5 separate regions of the Mus musculus genome follow, and regions 1, 2, 3 and 4 are each linked to region 5. The links are chromatin contacts, called in public promoter capture Hi-C maps. All regions are on one chromosome and are shown on one strand. Each heading gives the region's core, a stretch centred on a gene start, on an enhancer-like site or on the middle of the called end of the contact. The rest is flanking DNA. Distances are from core to core; before and after follow the strand shown. Region 1 holds the start of Eri1 (exoribonuclease 1). Region 2 holds the start of Nrg1 (neuregulin 1). Region 3 overlaps Gm26578 (a long non-coding RNA gene). Region 4 holds the start of Dusp4 (dual specificity phosphatase 4). Region 5 holds the start of Ubxn8 (UBX domain protein 8).

Region 1 (2,700 bases), core at 118-2,617, 1.9 Mb after region 5:
AAAATGAAAGGGGCATCTTTCCAGAGAGGGCAGATGGAAGCGTCTTCAGCCTTCCAAAGTACCTACCAACAAAGGGAATAATCTGGAAAGATCCAGAGAAGCATGCTCCGGACAAGAGGAGCACAAGATCCTTACGTTACAAAACACTCCACGATAAAAGAACACAAGGAAGCCAGAGTGGACGAAGATGTGTATATGAACTGAGCAGAGGGGCAAACTGAAGAAGGCACGGAATGCGCAGCGCAACCTCGGCACAGACTGTCAAAAGGAAACTCTAGAGGCCTGATAGACAGCTTAACCATGAAGAACAAACTCTGCTCTTCCCCAAGACCCATACCTCCTTTCCTGGTCTTCAGAGGCACCTGCGCACACACACACATTTTAAAAAATAATATTTAAAAGGCTATTCTGGCTACTACACGAAGGTGTAAATGGAAAGAATAAAGGCATTGGGACGCCTCTATGGAATACCCACCTTCTGACATTTTGGTTTTTGAGCCTAGCCTTTCACACCCAAGCCATCTATCTCTCTACCCTGCCAATGAATGAATAACCTGGGTGTCAGTACTCAACTCCTCTTACGAAAAAGCGACAGAATTTAGCATCTCGCTCACAACCCGCGGCGCTAGCCAACACTAATTCATCAAGATGAAAAACAGAAGTCCGGGGATCATCTCCTGATCTTGCCCATGCCGTGAGGAAGTAGCAAATCACTTAGAAAGCCGGTCGTGGCAGGGTTCTGGGCGAGACAGTAGGGGACGGGGAAAGACCGGGGGAGGGTCCTCTCGGGAACAGATGCACCTCGGGGTGCAGAGGGCAGTGGGCCGTCTGGGGCTGGGAAGACACGGGCTGTCCGAGCACCCCGAAAGGCTTGCCGCCGCATCTGGCGGGGAGGGTGGGCGCTGGAGAGAACCCAGCCAATCAGCGCCACGGGGCTGATGGAACGGCAGTGCGCCCGCGCGCGCCGAATGTTTACGCGGAATTCTCACTCGGAACTTCCCGCCTGACCTCCTCCCTCTCGAGGCCGACGATGCTCGCCCCGACTAGGACGGAGCAGGGGAGCGAGCGAGGCCGCCCCGCACGCGCGCGCGAGCTCCCGACCTCACCTCCACGCTCAGCGGCCGGGACTCCTCACACTCCGGCCGCGGCGTCTTCTGCTGCGCCGCGTCGCCGCCACGCTCCCGGCCCCGCTCGTCCTCCATGCCGCCTCTCGCGGGCCGCGAGACGGCCGCGGACGCTCACTGTCGGTCCACCGAGACCCGCGGGAAGCCGCCTCGCTCTCTCCCTTGAAAAACTACCGCGCTTCACGTTCCCGCGGCGGCCGCCACACAAACTCCGCCGGACGCCTCCTACTTCCGGGAGCGTGTGGCGTTGTCACGCCGCGCAGGCGCAGTGGGCGGGTCCCCTCCTTTTTCTCCCCGCGCGCGCGCGGTAGGACGGCGGCGGGAGAGAGCCCGGGAGGCGAGCGATTTGGGGAAGTGGGCGTGGGTAGCCCGCAGGTTCGAAAATGGTGCTGCGCCGGTTGCCTGGGATGCGCGCGTGAAGCTGCCCTAATTAGTGTTTGCTGCAAGTTCTAAGGTCTTTCCTCCCAGTAACTCAAAATCTATTTACTTTTTTTCCCCCACTGTAGCAGAAGCTGCTTTGACAACGACCAGTGTAGTCTATGTATGCCCTTCTGCAGATGCGTTCCTAGGGTCTAGATTCCACAACGCTGAAATCTACAGGATTGCATCCTTTCCAATGCTGTTTGGCATTTGGGGACGTTTTTAAAAATCATTTTCATTCGTCTCCACCCCCCCCCCTTGTGTTTATGGGTGTTTTACCTGCGAGCATGTCTGCACCGCGTGTGTGCAGTACCCCAGGGAGGCTGAAGAGAGCGTTGTCCCTGGGATTGGAGTTAGAACCCAACATGGGAGTTGCCATGTGGGTGTTTTTGAGAGGCGAAGGAAGAAACTACCATTCCAACTTAAGTGTCTGGGCAAGATGAACTTTACTCTTTATCAAGCGGGTATGCTCGAAGAGTGAATACATACAAGTCAGGAAGTGTGTTTGGTGATTATTTTAACTTAGGGTGTGGCCTGTGTGTGTCTCTTCCTCCTGATTTGAGGTCCCGTTGTTTCACAGCCTGATTTGATTGGCTAGTCTGAAAAGAATTGGTGCACAGGAAGTGGAGGATGGGGAAAGGGGCCATTGGAATAAAGGAGCAGTTCTTTGAGTAAACAGTAGTTTTTCTGGATCTGAAGGATCGAAACATTTTCATTAAAAGTCTCACAAGGTGGAGGAAGATAAAAAGATTTCAATTCTTTGTCTTAAACCCAAGTTTTATAGTATCCATAGAAAAGACTTGTGGTGGTTTAAATATGCTTGGCCCAGGGAGTGGCACTATTAGTAGATGTGGCCTTGTTGGAGGAAGTCTGTCACTGTGGGCATGAGCTTTAAGACCCTCATTCATGCTGGCTGCCTGAAAGTCAGTCTTCTCCTGTTTGCATTTGGAGCAAGATGTTGAACTCTCAGCTTCTCCTGTACCATGCCTGCCTGGATGGTGCCATGCTCCCACTTTGATGATAATGGACTGAACCTCTGAACCTATAAGCCAGCCCCAATTAAACGCTATCCTTCTAAGAGTTGCCTTGGTCATGGTTAAACACTTGTCATAAGACAAGACTCTTACTTGGTATTTCTCACACACTGGCGATTGAA
Region 2 (2,844 bases), core at 104-2,603, 1.7 Mb before region 5:
ACCCTTTCTTTTAAGCCACCATCGCCTTTCTTTCTCTCACTACTTACAAAGTTTAGGAGCAGTTTGCAGATTAGTTTCTGTTGTTTGTGGCTGAGTTCCTGACTTGGGTGTTCTCACCTCAGGGGTCCGAGCTGGAGAAGGGAAGGGCGGTGGAGTGGAGTGTAAGGGAGGAAAAGCAGACAGCCGGTTCTTCCGGGTGGGTACTGCGGAAGGTTCAGAGGCCACAGCGACATGGTCACCTTGCCCTGTAACATGAGCCTCGGCTTCAGACTGAGCCTTAGAGACAGGTGAAGTGTATGCCTCGGATGAGACCAGAACAGCGGAGGCAGCCGTTGGATCCAGAGAAATAACAGGGTCCTGGCCTAACCCCCCAGGGTCAAGGTGGGTAGGAGAGTCGTATTCGAATATCTTGTCCACAAATACCCACTTTAGGCCAGCAATGCAGAGGCAGAGGCTTACTAGACAAGCCAGAATGGGAACAATGCAGATCTTCTCGGAGTTGAGGCACCCTCTGAGACGCTCCGCTTCCAGGCAGACACAGCAGGGCACGGCCAGGCCCAGGAGTCCAGGGCTTCTCCCATCTTCTGTGTGGGTGTCTGGCATATGTTCCGCTGCCGGAAGCCCATCGAGAGATGGGTCTGCACTCAGCTGAGTGGAGGGGCTGGAGGACCTCCCGCCAGCTCCCTCAGACATGTCTGGGGGATAAATCTCCATCCGGATCACCTCCAGAAGGCCCGGCCTCTCTCACAGTGCATTACCATGCAGAGCTCCCCCCAACCAAATGATACAGCATCTTGAAGGGGGAAATCGATAAGGCACCCAAGTCCAAGGCCATTATCCAAAGTAAGAGAGCTTAAGAGGAAGCAAGAAAAAGATAAAAAAAAAAAAAAAGGAAAAAAAAAAAAAGAAAAAGAAACGAAAAAGGAAGGGCTTCTAGCAACTATGAAATAGAAGTGTACCGAAATATCTTGAGCTGTTGTTTCTGGGACACTTTTTCAGTTCTTTCAAAGGCTTCTCCAAACCATCCCGGTTGGTTCAAGAAGGCAGGGGACCAAAAGAGGAAGCAAGCTGATGCCTAGCTGATTAAGTAAACCAGTATCCCAAACTGAAAGGCATGTTTCTCACCTCAAGCGTCTGAAGCTGGTGTCTGCTTAGAGGAAGAAAACAACTGTCATGCAGGAGAAGTAAAAGCAAAAGCAAGACCAGAGGAGGCGGCGGCAGCAGCAGCGGCGGCGGCAGGAGGGGCAGCAGCGACAGTAGCAACAGCATCCTGTCGTGTTAACGCAGCGGCTGAAAGAGGCTGAATCATTACAGAGCAGCAGGTGCCTGCCCTCTGAGCATCACGGCAAACAGTACCATTGCACAAGGATGCGAGGGCAGGAGGAGCCAGGAGGGGCGGTAACTCCCTTCCCCGCCCTGCCTCCACCCCCACCCCCAACCACTCCTCTTTGTCCTTCTTGCGCTCAGTCACTTTTTCCTCTGCAATCTTCCTTCTTCATAGCTTCTTTCTCTTCTTCCCTCCTCCTCCTCCTAAAGATATATTCTCTCTCTCTCTCTCTCTCTCTCTCTCTCTCTCTCTCTCTCTCTCTCTCTCTCTCTCTCTCTCTCTCTCTCTCTCTCTCTCTCTCTCTCTCTCTCTCTCTCCCTCTCCCTCCCTCCCTCCCTCCCTCCCTCCCTCCCCTGTGCCCCGCACCCCCAGTCCCCACTCTACTGCTAGCTGGTCTCTAATAAGTACAGTATACCCAGCAACGCAGGTCCGCCAGTGAGTTCCTATTTTATCCAATTACAAGGAATAAAGGCCAGAGAAAAGAGAAGCAGCCGGGAACCAGCTAAACTGGGTCTCCCCCGGCCTCCTCCCCCCCCCCCCCTTCTAATTTCCCTCTACCAAAGCAGGCCCCAGTCTCCCATCCCACACTCCACCTTGCTTGCTTTCAGTCTTGCTGGCTCTCTCCTCTTCACCCACTGTGGGGTCAGAAAAAGCCAGGGATCGATGATGCTAGCAATCTAACAAAGCTGGGATGGAGGGGGATGGGGTGGGGGGTGGAGGTGGGGACCTTCTGGGTTAGACCTGAGGCTTGGCAAAGTCTGATCTCTGACTCCTCCCCAGAGAGGTAGGCTTTTCAACAGCAATTTCTTCCTGCCTGCTGTTCAGCGGCATTCCTTCCTTCCGTAGCCAGTTCTCTAATAAGTTTTGTTCACTAACAGGACTCTTATTACCCGGTTTTCAACCAGCAGTTAGAGCACTGTTTCTAAACCATGGACAGCTCTGCCTTCTTCCTTCAGCCACCTTCTTGTGGCTAAAGACTTTTTCAATGCTCAGAGCGAAATGCTGAGTGTGTGCGGGGGCGGGGCGGGGTGTGAGGGGGGGTGGGGGAAGGGGAAAAGTCCCGAGTGTCTTCCTGCTCTTTACATTTGAGTCCTCCTTATTCCATCCAGAGTAAGCTAGAATAATGTCAACCTAAGAGGAACACTTACGCTATCTACCGCTTCATTTTCAAATTAGCCTTTCATGTTGACTCCACACTGCAGAGGAGGCTTGAATTCCCTGGGCACTGTAATACACACCACATCTCCTCAGCTATAATCGCACTGCCAGTATTGAGAATTTTCAATCAGAGCGTGCCTTGTGGATTAGGTTTCAGAAACTGTGATTTACAGATAGCTTCCATGCTGATTTTTGTTTGTTTGTTTGTTTGTTTGTTTGTTTAGAAACAGGACTTGAAGTACTGGAAGAAATGGAAGAAACTCACTGTAAGAGAGAGCACAGGCTCCAGGGAACATTCCGTGGTGTTCCAGTGTCTGTCTGTGCATCTGAACATTTAAGCCACTCTTCCAAGGAACCAA
Region 3 (2,895 bases), core at 61-2,560, 1.6 Mb before region 5:
TATTTCAGTGCTGGGGTTGTAACCCAATATACTTGCATACAATAGAGAAGCCCTCCACGTATCCAACAAAAAAGAAGCCTTTTAAAAACAAATCAAAAAATAAAACTCTTGGTCTGAAGAGTTAGCTAAGAACACTTATTGCCCTTGCAGAGGACGTGATTTCAATACCCAGCACACATGGTGGCTCACAACCACCTGTAACTCCCACGCCAGAGAATCTGAACTCTTCTGAACTCTGTGGGCACAAGGCATGCTCATAACCCATCAAATAACAGATCAGTATAGGTAGAATTCAAAAATAAAATAAAAAGATTAAAATCTTCACTTATCTCTCCCATCTCTCAACAGGTGAGAAGGCGGCTTGCACAGAATGACAGAATGTCAAGGTGTTTTCTTTAAATCGCCTTTGTGAGTTTCACCTGTGTGCTATGATTCCTGGCTCTGTCCATTCCCTTGGTCTAAATCTACAAACACAGCCTCGTGAGCAGGCTTAATGACCTCTCCTTGCTCCAAGCCTGGGATGTACAGCTTCTCTTTCCACCAGCTTACTTCTCACTCCACACAACAGTGGTCTGCCTCCATCTAATCACTGAATCAAGTGACTCTCCCTGGCTGCCTTGGAAACACCTTGGAGTTCAGCTGGAAGTCCTCTTTACATTCTGCTCTTACCCACTGTCCTTATGCACACAGCAGATAAAAATGGGCTTCTCTGTGCATTCTTATAGCTCAGACTCTGTGTGCATTTAACAAATATCCAAGAGAGAAATCACATGGCTTGATGGCTTTTAAACATCAGCCCACAAGATCCTCTCCAAGGTTAACATTTCTTTCCTTTGAAATACACTTTCCCGTGCCTGGGAAAAGAGTCCTCCCTATTAAATTTATAATGATGCTAAAATATAAATTAAACGCTGTGAGTGATGAATTAGTATGTCAAATATTTGAACAGCAAGAGCAATTTAGCAGGTCAATTCCTTTCTGTAGGTTCCATAAAAGACACCTGGTAGGAAGCATTCTAAAACAGATTATAGGAAATTACTTGAAAATGTTATTAGGATAGCTGGGCTACATGGAATAAGGAGCTGGCTCACACTCTTCCAACTTCTGGACCAGGCAAGGAATAATACCACAAGTATTTTTACATCTTTCACACATAATTTGAGGTTTCTTACTAAAATCTATGAAAATGACCATTCTGCATTTCAGTGTCTCCTGGGCCCAATGCTTCAAACATCTGACATGCTGAGGGATGTTTAGTTCCCAGCTAAGCCAAGAGTGAAGTTCTCAGTGGAATATTCCAGTCATCTCCAGCCTGAATCTAGGCCTGGAAGTCAGCGTACTCTACAACAGACCAACTTTCAACACTCTGTACATAGGGAATTCTTCTGGGTGGGTATATTAAAAGCATGTATGTCTTTCAAACCTCATTCATTTGGGAAAAGAGTTTTACAAGTATTAACAACAAGGAGGTAAGCTATCTTTTACAGGTGATTTAGTAAGACAATTAACCAACTTGACAGAAACCAAGTGAATGTCAAAAAAAAAAACAGAAAAGAAAAGAAAAGAAAAGAAAAGAGAAGAAAGTACAAAAACTAGAGCAACCATGCAGGAGATAATATTCATATGGAAAGTATTAAAGTGTTGTCTTTTCTGCTTGATCATAAAGACTGAGTTTGTTCCAACTCATCCCCAAAGGTACAAGATGAAATTACCTGTTCACTTGTGCATCTATCAGTGTGTACGTGTGTGTGCATGTGTGTGTGTGTGTTGCTTGGGATTTGTACATGGTAGGGCAAGCACTCTGCCACTTGACTGCATGCCCAGCCTTGAACATACCTCAGTCATAAGGCACAGTAAGTTTTACTCTCACCTAGGATAATATCCAGTATACAGGAATCCTAAAGTTTACTCTAGCTATTCAAATGACTGCACAAGAACACGTTCAGAATTAGTATTTCCCAGTGACATTTCTTTGGCTCCAGATTGTACCACACTATGTTGGGATCCCATAAAACACTATACCCATACACCCAGATGGTTTTAGTTCTGTGAGACTCGTATCTGTGAGACTGACCCAAACTAACCCTGGTTTGGCCGTGGGGAAGAGAAAAGCTATTTGTAGCTTTTCTCCTATATTAGGATAGTTTGACCCCACTTTTCCCTCATTGTTGATATTTCTAGAAGGTGCTACAGAGTCACATGACAAATCATTATTTTCATGACAATGAGCACATCCCTGTGGCGGAAGAAATGGCTCCGTATGATGGACACTTGCTGTTCTAGAAAAAAACAGATTGTGACTCCCAGAACCTGCATCCAGCACTTCACAAGTGACTGCAAATCCAGTTCTAGGAGAAATATAAAACCCTCTTCTGTCCTCTGTGGACACACACACACACACATACACACACACACACACACACACACACACACACAAATTCAAGGAACAGCACATGCTGGGTCAGCAATTTCCTGGGCTTTCTATTTAATAGAAGGTATCAGCATGTCTGTATTATGGGGATTATGGGTTTGGTTCTATGCAGCTCTCCCATGTATGAAACATAACTGACAGCCTATGTTAACTCACTTTTAAAATGTCCCTTTTTCCTCTAGTACCTACCTCCTTTTCATTAAACCATTACCAGGGGATTCTGTGCCTCCTTGAGAGCCCCTGTCCTGCCCACTGCAGTACCACGACACCCTGAATCCCCATCTTCTCCATGATGTTACAAGCATCATTCTGTAACAGGACAATGTTTTTTTGAGCCTTTCCTTTCACACCAAACATTCTTAGTTCTTGCTCTTTTATGCCCTCATGGAATCCATCGCTGGCTTCAGCTCCCTTGAGTAATCTGGTCAGTACTCACAGACCATGTTTGATGTCCTCCTGCCTGG
Region 4 (2,700 bases), core at 24-2,523, 1.2 Mb after region 5:
CCTTCGTACCAAATGTAGACCTTAACCGTCATTTCCTTAGAGGACGTTGCGTGTGAGGAGGGAAGCGAGGACTCCCACCAAAGAGGAAAACCTCCGGGTATTCCCCCCCCCCCCCCCCATGGTTAAAAAAGCAGGTTTTAGGAAGCTTGGGCCCGAGTGCCTCCCATTCTCTTGCACGGGCACAGCATTCGGCCAATTAACGCCCCCCTCTGGGTTGTAAAGTAACAAACCCCTCCACCTCTCTTTTGTTATTGGGCTTCGGCGCGAGGGCCTTCCCTTTCATCTTTCTAAATCTGCGTTGGCCCAGGTTCCGCGGGAAGCTATAAACCAGATGTAATAGCTCGGGATGGAAATCGATCACGCTAATGTATAAACTAAGTCCGGGGAATCGCATGGAAAAAAACAAAGACAAAACACAACCGGCCGGGCACGAAGAACGAGATTAAGTCCGGCGAGGAGAGGTCCCCAAGCCCTACGGGGTGGCAGCCGCACAGTGTCAGGTTTCTCGGAGCTGCAGGAGCGAGACCTCGAAGACTGGGGAGGCCGGGGGGGTGGGGGGGAGCGCAGGGGTGAAGACCTCCACACGGAGAGCCCAGGCCTCAGTAAGGCCCCGCGTCGCCACCCGCAACGATCTCTACCAGGATCGCCGCGCTCCGGGGCTGAGGAAGGACAGGGCACCGCGCCGCGGCTCCATTCACAAAGTCCCCGAGCCGCCGGCTCGCGGGCGGGTCGGAGGCTGCCTCCTTTTCTTCCTCTAGGTCTCCGTTTTATGAATGGGCCTGGCAGCCAGCACCGAGCGCCCTGTTTACTCCTCTCTTTGTGACGTCGAGTCCCCGTGACTGGGTGCGAGGGGGCCGGCGCTCCATTCACGAGCCGGGGTGGGGGCGGGGCGGGAAGCTTGCGTTGGGGGCGGGGCCTGGCGAGGTAGTAATGACTCTTCCCTCCCCCGGGAGAGCCGGCGAGCATTAATAAATCTCTAAGCCAGAGGAGGAAACTCTGGCTGGGGCAGTGCGTGCAGCTCCGGCGGTGCAGCGGTGGGGGAAACGGCGGAGCCCACGGCAGAAGCAGCCCTAGCTAGCAAAACACACCAGAGGCGACAAACCGAGAGGAGCCCTCTCTCGTAAACACACTCCCCTGCTCGATCGCTTGCCCCGGGTGCCGCGCGCCCGCCAGCTTTGGCGCCAGAGAAGGCTGGGACTGCTATGTAACGTTGAGGCTGCGGGAGGTGGAAGCAGGGGTGTTAGAGGGAGAAGAGCCTGGGGCCAAGTTTGCGGGTCACTTCTGCAGGCGCCCTCTTAGCCCTCGCCTGGTTCCTTCTTGTTAGCCTAGCTGGCTCCGGTGCCCTTGGCCTTCTCCAGCTAGCTCCCCAGCTTACTGCGTTTTGCCGGCGACATGGTGACGATGGAGGAACTGCGGGAGATGGACTGCAGCGTGCTCAAAAGGCTGATGAACCGGGATGAGAACGGCGGCGGCGGCAGCGCGGGCGGCAACGGCAGCGGCAGCCACGGCGCCTTGGGGCTGCTGAGCGGCGGCAAGTGCCTGCTGCTGGACTGCAGGCCGTTTCTGGCTCACAGCGCGGGCTACATCCGAGGCTCGGTGAACGTGCGCTGCAATACCATCGTGCGGCGGAGGGCCAAGGGCTCCGTGAGCCTGGAGCAGATCCTGCCCGCCGAGGAAGAGGTGCGTGCCCGCCTGCGCTCTGGCCTCTACTCGGCTGTCATCGTCTACGACGAGCGCAGCCCGCGCGCCGAGAGTCTCCGGGAGGACAGCACGGTGTCGCTGGTCGTGCAGGCGTTGCGCCGGAACGCGGAGCGCACGGACATCTGCCTGCTTAAAGGTAAACGTGGGTGCCCGGGAGAGCGAGGTGGGAGGGTAGGTAGTGTAAGGGACTTGGCGGCCTGAGCCCTGCTGGGCATTGGGAGGAAAGTACCCGAGTGACTACGGGGTGCTGGAGTCCCCTTCCTCGCGTGTCTTTGTGCGTGTCAGTGTGAACGGTTTTGCTGTGGTTTGGAGCCTGAGTCCCGGGGAGGCCGTGCTGGCGCGTTTCCCCAATCACCTGCAATCCGCACGCGTCTTGGAGTTTCCGTGTTTGTTTACGCGAACGGTTCTGGCCTGGATGCTGGCAGCGGTTCCTCTGCGCAGCCCAGCTTCAAGTACTGAGAACGCGCTCTTAGGTCCCACGGGGACGAGAGAGGCCTGGTTCGGTATAACCCCGGGAACCCTAGAGGGGGGTGAAGGAAGGTGAATGCTAGGGTAGGAGCTGTCTCAGGAGTTCATACACATCGGTCAATGAGGAAAGGAGAATTGGGGTGCAGACCTGGGGAGCTATCTCTTTTTTTCCCCGCTGCCTAAACTCAGAGCTTTCTTGGATGGCGGCCAACCCCCACTTGCCCCGGTCTAAGGGAGGCTGAAGTGCTGTATTTGGGGGGGTGGGGGGACACCAGGCACAACCGCGCCTGCTCCTGCTAATCCCGGGAGCAGAGAGTTACCACCTTTTGTTCACACATCATTCTCGACTCTGCCAGCGGCGCGTGCCTGGTTCGAGCGAACCCTGGCGTAGGAAATTAGGTGGCCGGAGAGAGGGTGGCTTGTCACATTGAGAAGTCAGACACCCCAAAAGGATCGCGCAGTATCTCAGACGTTGGCAAAGGGGAGGGACCGCTCGCCGCACCTGCCAGCTCGCTCGGTGTGCCGGCCACC
Region 5 (2,807 bases), core at 161-2,660:
AAAAGAAAAGAAAAGAAAAGAAAAGAAAAGAAAAGAAAAGAAAAGAAAAGAAAAGAAAAGAAAAGAAAAGAAAGAAAGAAAGAAAGAAAGAAAGAAAAAGAAAGGAAAGAGCTGGAGAGATGGCTAAGCAGTTAAGAGCACTGACTGCTCTTCCAAAGGTCCTAAGTTCAATTCCCAGCAACCACATGGTGGCCCACAACCATTCATAATGAGATCTAACGCCCTCTTCTGGTGTGTCTGAAGACAGCTACTGTGTGTACTTACATATAATAAATAAATCTTAAAAAAAAATCAAAACCACCTCCAATTAGTCACTGATCGTCCTCAATAAATCACAGTGCTCTCAAATGTAAAGATTTTAACAGTACTGTAAACTCAAGTATCCCCTTACTTTTATGTTCTACAGAAGGTGATTAACTGATAAGAACTTTTTAGACTATGGAATGGTTCAAATGTTGCAGGTCCAGAGCCTAACCATGGATTATTATGGGCTTTAATTAGCCCACTTAATAGTCACTCATTGTTCACCTATATGCCTGACCTAACTATGCCTATCACATGGAACCTACACAATATATTAACTTAGCCCACAACCTTCTACCAATCCAAAAGTTTATTTTGTGAGCACCTGAGCCCTCTGCGAGAGGTTTTCCTACACGTTGCTGTAACTCATCTCCCTGATGGACCTACATATATTTAAGGTGTTTTGTGACATTTTTTTGGCTGTTACAATAAAAACTTTTGGAACCGTGGAACCGAGAATTTGAAGTAACCCAAATCCGTATTCTCAGAACACCACGGACATTTAGATTCGATTCCAAAATAAACTCTGACCTGCTCTGGGGCAGAGCGCTGTTTTTTAGGCTAACAGTACCTACAAGTCGTTGTGGCAGTAGTGGAGAGTGAGATTGCAAACAGGGTCTGACTTAGAATAAGATTCTCAGAAATGGTACTTGGGGACTCCCTTTCATCCATTCCTTGATCATGACACAAAGGCTTTCACCTGAAACATGGCTCAGCTATCAGCTTATTTACTTCCGGCTCTCATTACTCTTAGAGGCGAAACAGTTCCTATCTGTCCCTGCGCTTCTCACTCGGGTCCCTTTCCAAGCCGACCCTGGCCAGAGATCAAGAGAACTTTTTCCCGCGGAAATGGAGGCGGTTCCGGAAGAGGGGCGGGCGCGATGGATTCTGGGGATTGTAGTCAAAAGCGCGCGGAGGTCCGCGCCGCTCAGGTGACAACACTCCAGCTGGGAGCACCGAGAGGAGAAAGGCAACACTTACCGAGACTCGGGATCCCGCGCCGGAGCTCCAGACACAAGAGAGGGAGAGCAGAGAGCAAGAAAAGGCCCACGACGCCACGAGAAGCCATGGCGCGGAGGGCTCGCTGGGCGCAGTGCCCGCCCCTTCCGGCCGTGCCTTCCGCGAGCTCGCCCCGGAGGCCTCGGGCTGGGAGGAATGGAGGGAGGATGCTGTGCCCTGAGGCTGGGGCGCGGGCCCGGATGCGATTGCTCAGACGGCGCGGGTCATCTCCTTCGGCTGGGACGGTCCCTGTCCTGTGGATCTGAGGCTGGTCACGATGACAGTGGCTTATCAGACTGTGCAGGTCTAAAAGATGGTGCTCAGAAGACTGAAATGACTTAAAAGGGGCGGTTGACGCTGCGAGGCCCGGTGGCCTTGTGTCCCTTGGGGGTAACAGGGCGTTTGGTTCTTAGCTAACTAGTTACTAAGCATCTTCTCTTCCTAACAGGTCCTGCGGGAAGCTTAAAAGTGGGGTCTGCTCCCTAGTGCCTGTTCCTGCCCCACACCCGCGTGGAGAGTTCCCTAGACCTGCCCCCCACTCACTGTTCTCCCTGTCAATGCCTACACGTGTTACAGTTATGACTTAACGTTGGCCTCACAGTGACTTCCCTGCCACTCCATGACTCAGCTCTGGTAACTTAGAGTTCAGGAATGGAGGGCCTTCCCACTGACAAGATTCCCAACTTGGCAAGTCCTCAACCATCAATACCCCCAGTCGCTCTTCAGTTTAGCTTAAGTTCCAAGTATGTGTAAGTTACTGAATTTGTCCTAAACAAACTCAGCCCTGGGATACATGTCCTGTACAGAGACTATCTGATGTCTGGTGCCATGATAGGAATGTCTGTATAGAGTGCTACAGAACCACGTTCTGCAGTGTGGAGAAGAATTTCCTGAGGAGATAGTGACTAAAGTGTGAAGGTTTGGAGTTTGGACTTCGGACACTTTTAACCACAGCACTAGGGAGGCAGTGGCAGATGGATCTCTGAGTTCAAGGCCAGCCTGGTCTACAGAGTGAGTTCCAGGACTGCACAGAGAAACCCTGATTGAAAAAAACAAAAGAAAAAAAAAGTATACAGAGGAGCGTCCAAGACCTTGGAACAGTGAGCCCTAAATGGGTGAATATGAAACCCTCCCCTTAGGGAACCCCAAAGGAGCAGAGGCAGAAAGAGTAAGAGCAAAAGGGATGAAGGGCACGGAGAAAACAAGGCCCTCCAAAGCAAAAAAGATCGATAAATATGTGAACTCAGTGAACTGAGGCAGCATGCACAGAGCCTGTGTGGATCTTCACCGATAAGCTCCTAGAGCCCAAAGAAGTAGACAGCTATCCCCATCCTTAATCCAGCCACTATCTCCAACTGATAACCACTTGAAAAAGTAAATTCTCTCTCCAGGGAAGGCTCACTTGAAAAACATTTGCGATGGTAGACTGAATGGCCAGCAGTGGATGGCCAATACAACCTTAGAGGTTCCTGCTCTTGAAATGTCATGTCAGAGTCCTGCCTTTT

Evidence for each region. Promoter capture Hi-C pulls out the DNA fragments that hold promoters and counts their contacts.
Region 1: a promoter capture Hi-C map of pre-B cells shows a contact between it and region 5, with 5 times the contacts expected there. The contact joins the promoter of Eri1 here to the promoter of Ubxn8 in region 5. A contact is called at or near these places in 2 of 39 promoter capture datasets (liver and pre-B cells) and 2 of 9 other capture datasets (adipose tissue and liver).
Region 2: a contact with region 5 is called in a promoter capture Hi-C map of hippocampal neurons, with 2.3 times the contacts expected there. The contact joins the promoter of Nrg1 here to the promoter of Ubxn8 in region 5. A contact is called at or near these places in 1 of 39 promoter capture datasets (hippocampal neurons) and 3 of 115 datasets of contacts at active chromatin or transcription factors (the NIH/3T3 cell line, acute myeloid leukemia and embryonic forebrain).
Region 3: a promoter capture Hi-C map of the 3T3-L1 cell line shows a contact between it and region 5, with 6 times the contacts expected there. The contact joins the enhancer-like site here to the promoter of Ubxn8 in region 5. A contact is called at or near these places in 5 of 39 promoter capture datasets (the 3T3-L1 cell line, cranial neural crest, frontonasal cranial neural crest and 1 more) and 3 of 115 datasets of contacts at active chromatin or transcription factors (astrocytes, embryonic forebrain and extraembryonic endoderm stem cells).
Region 4: a contact with region 5 is called in a promoter capture Hi-C map of pre-B cells, with 3 times the contacts expected there. The contact joins the promoter of Dusp4 here to the promoter of Ubxn8 in region 5. A contact is called at or near these places in 2 of 39 promoter capture datasets (the C10 cell line and pre-B cells), 1 of 115 datasets of contacts at active chromatin or transcription factors (pancreatic cancer cells) and 1 of 9 other capture datasets (adipose tissue).

The regions. Positions count from the first base shown.
Region 1 is chr8:35,494,166-35,496,865 of GRCm38.p6, forward strand. It overlaps Eri1 (exoribonuclease 1), which reads right to left and starts at 1,368. Exons shown (of 7, transcript NM_026067.3): 1 at 1,107-1,368. The coding sequence starts at 1,202. It overlaps Gm51568 (a long non-coding RNA gene), which reads left to right and starts at 1,361. Exons shown (of 2, transcript XR_003947532.1): 1 at 1,361-2,700.
Region 2 is chr8:31,917,490-31,920,333 of GRCm38.p6, forward strand. Nrg1 (neuregulin 1) reads right to left here and starts at 1,354. Exons shown (of 10, transcript NM_001364423.1): 1 at 48-1,354. The coding sequence starts at 714. Gm33223 (a long non-coding RNA gene) reads left to right here and starts at 2,065. Exons shown (of 2, transcript XR_378857.2): 1 at 2,065-2,111; 2 at 2,710-2,844.
Region 3 is chr8:32,014,866-32,017,760 of GRCm38.p6, forward strand. It overlaps Gm26578 (a long non-coding RNA gene), which reads left to right. Exons shown (of 3, transcript XR_870305.3): 2 at 349-408; 3 at 1,207-2,895. It also overlaps a transcript of Nrg1 not described here. Among named protein-coding and RNA genes, the nearest start is that of Gm26578, 6.4 kb to the left of the region's middle. Within about 2 kb of position 1,311, at least 4 of the 459 cell types and tissues checked have an H3K27ac peak or open chromatin away from gene starts, as enhancers often do.
Region 4 is chr8:34,806,337-34,809,036 of GRCm38.p6, forward strand. It overlaps Dusp4 (dual specificity phosphatase 4), which reads left to right and starts at 1,274. Exons shown (of 4, transcript NM_176933.4): 1 at 1,274-1,837. The coding sequence starts at 1,393.
Region 5 is chr8:33,640,566-33,643,372 of GRCm38.p6, forward strand. It overlaps Ubxn8 (UBX domain protein 8), which reads right to left and starts at 1,411. Exons shown (of 8, transcript NM_178648.2): 1 at 1,285-1,411. The coding sequence starts at 1,372.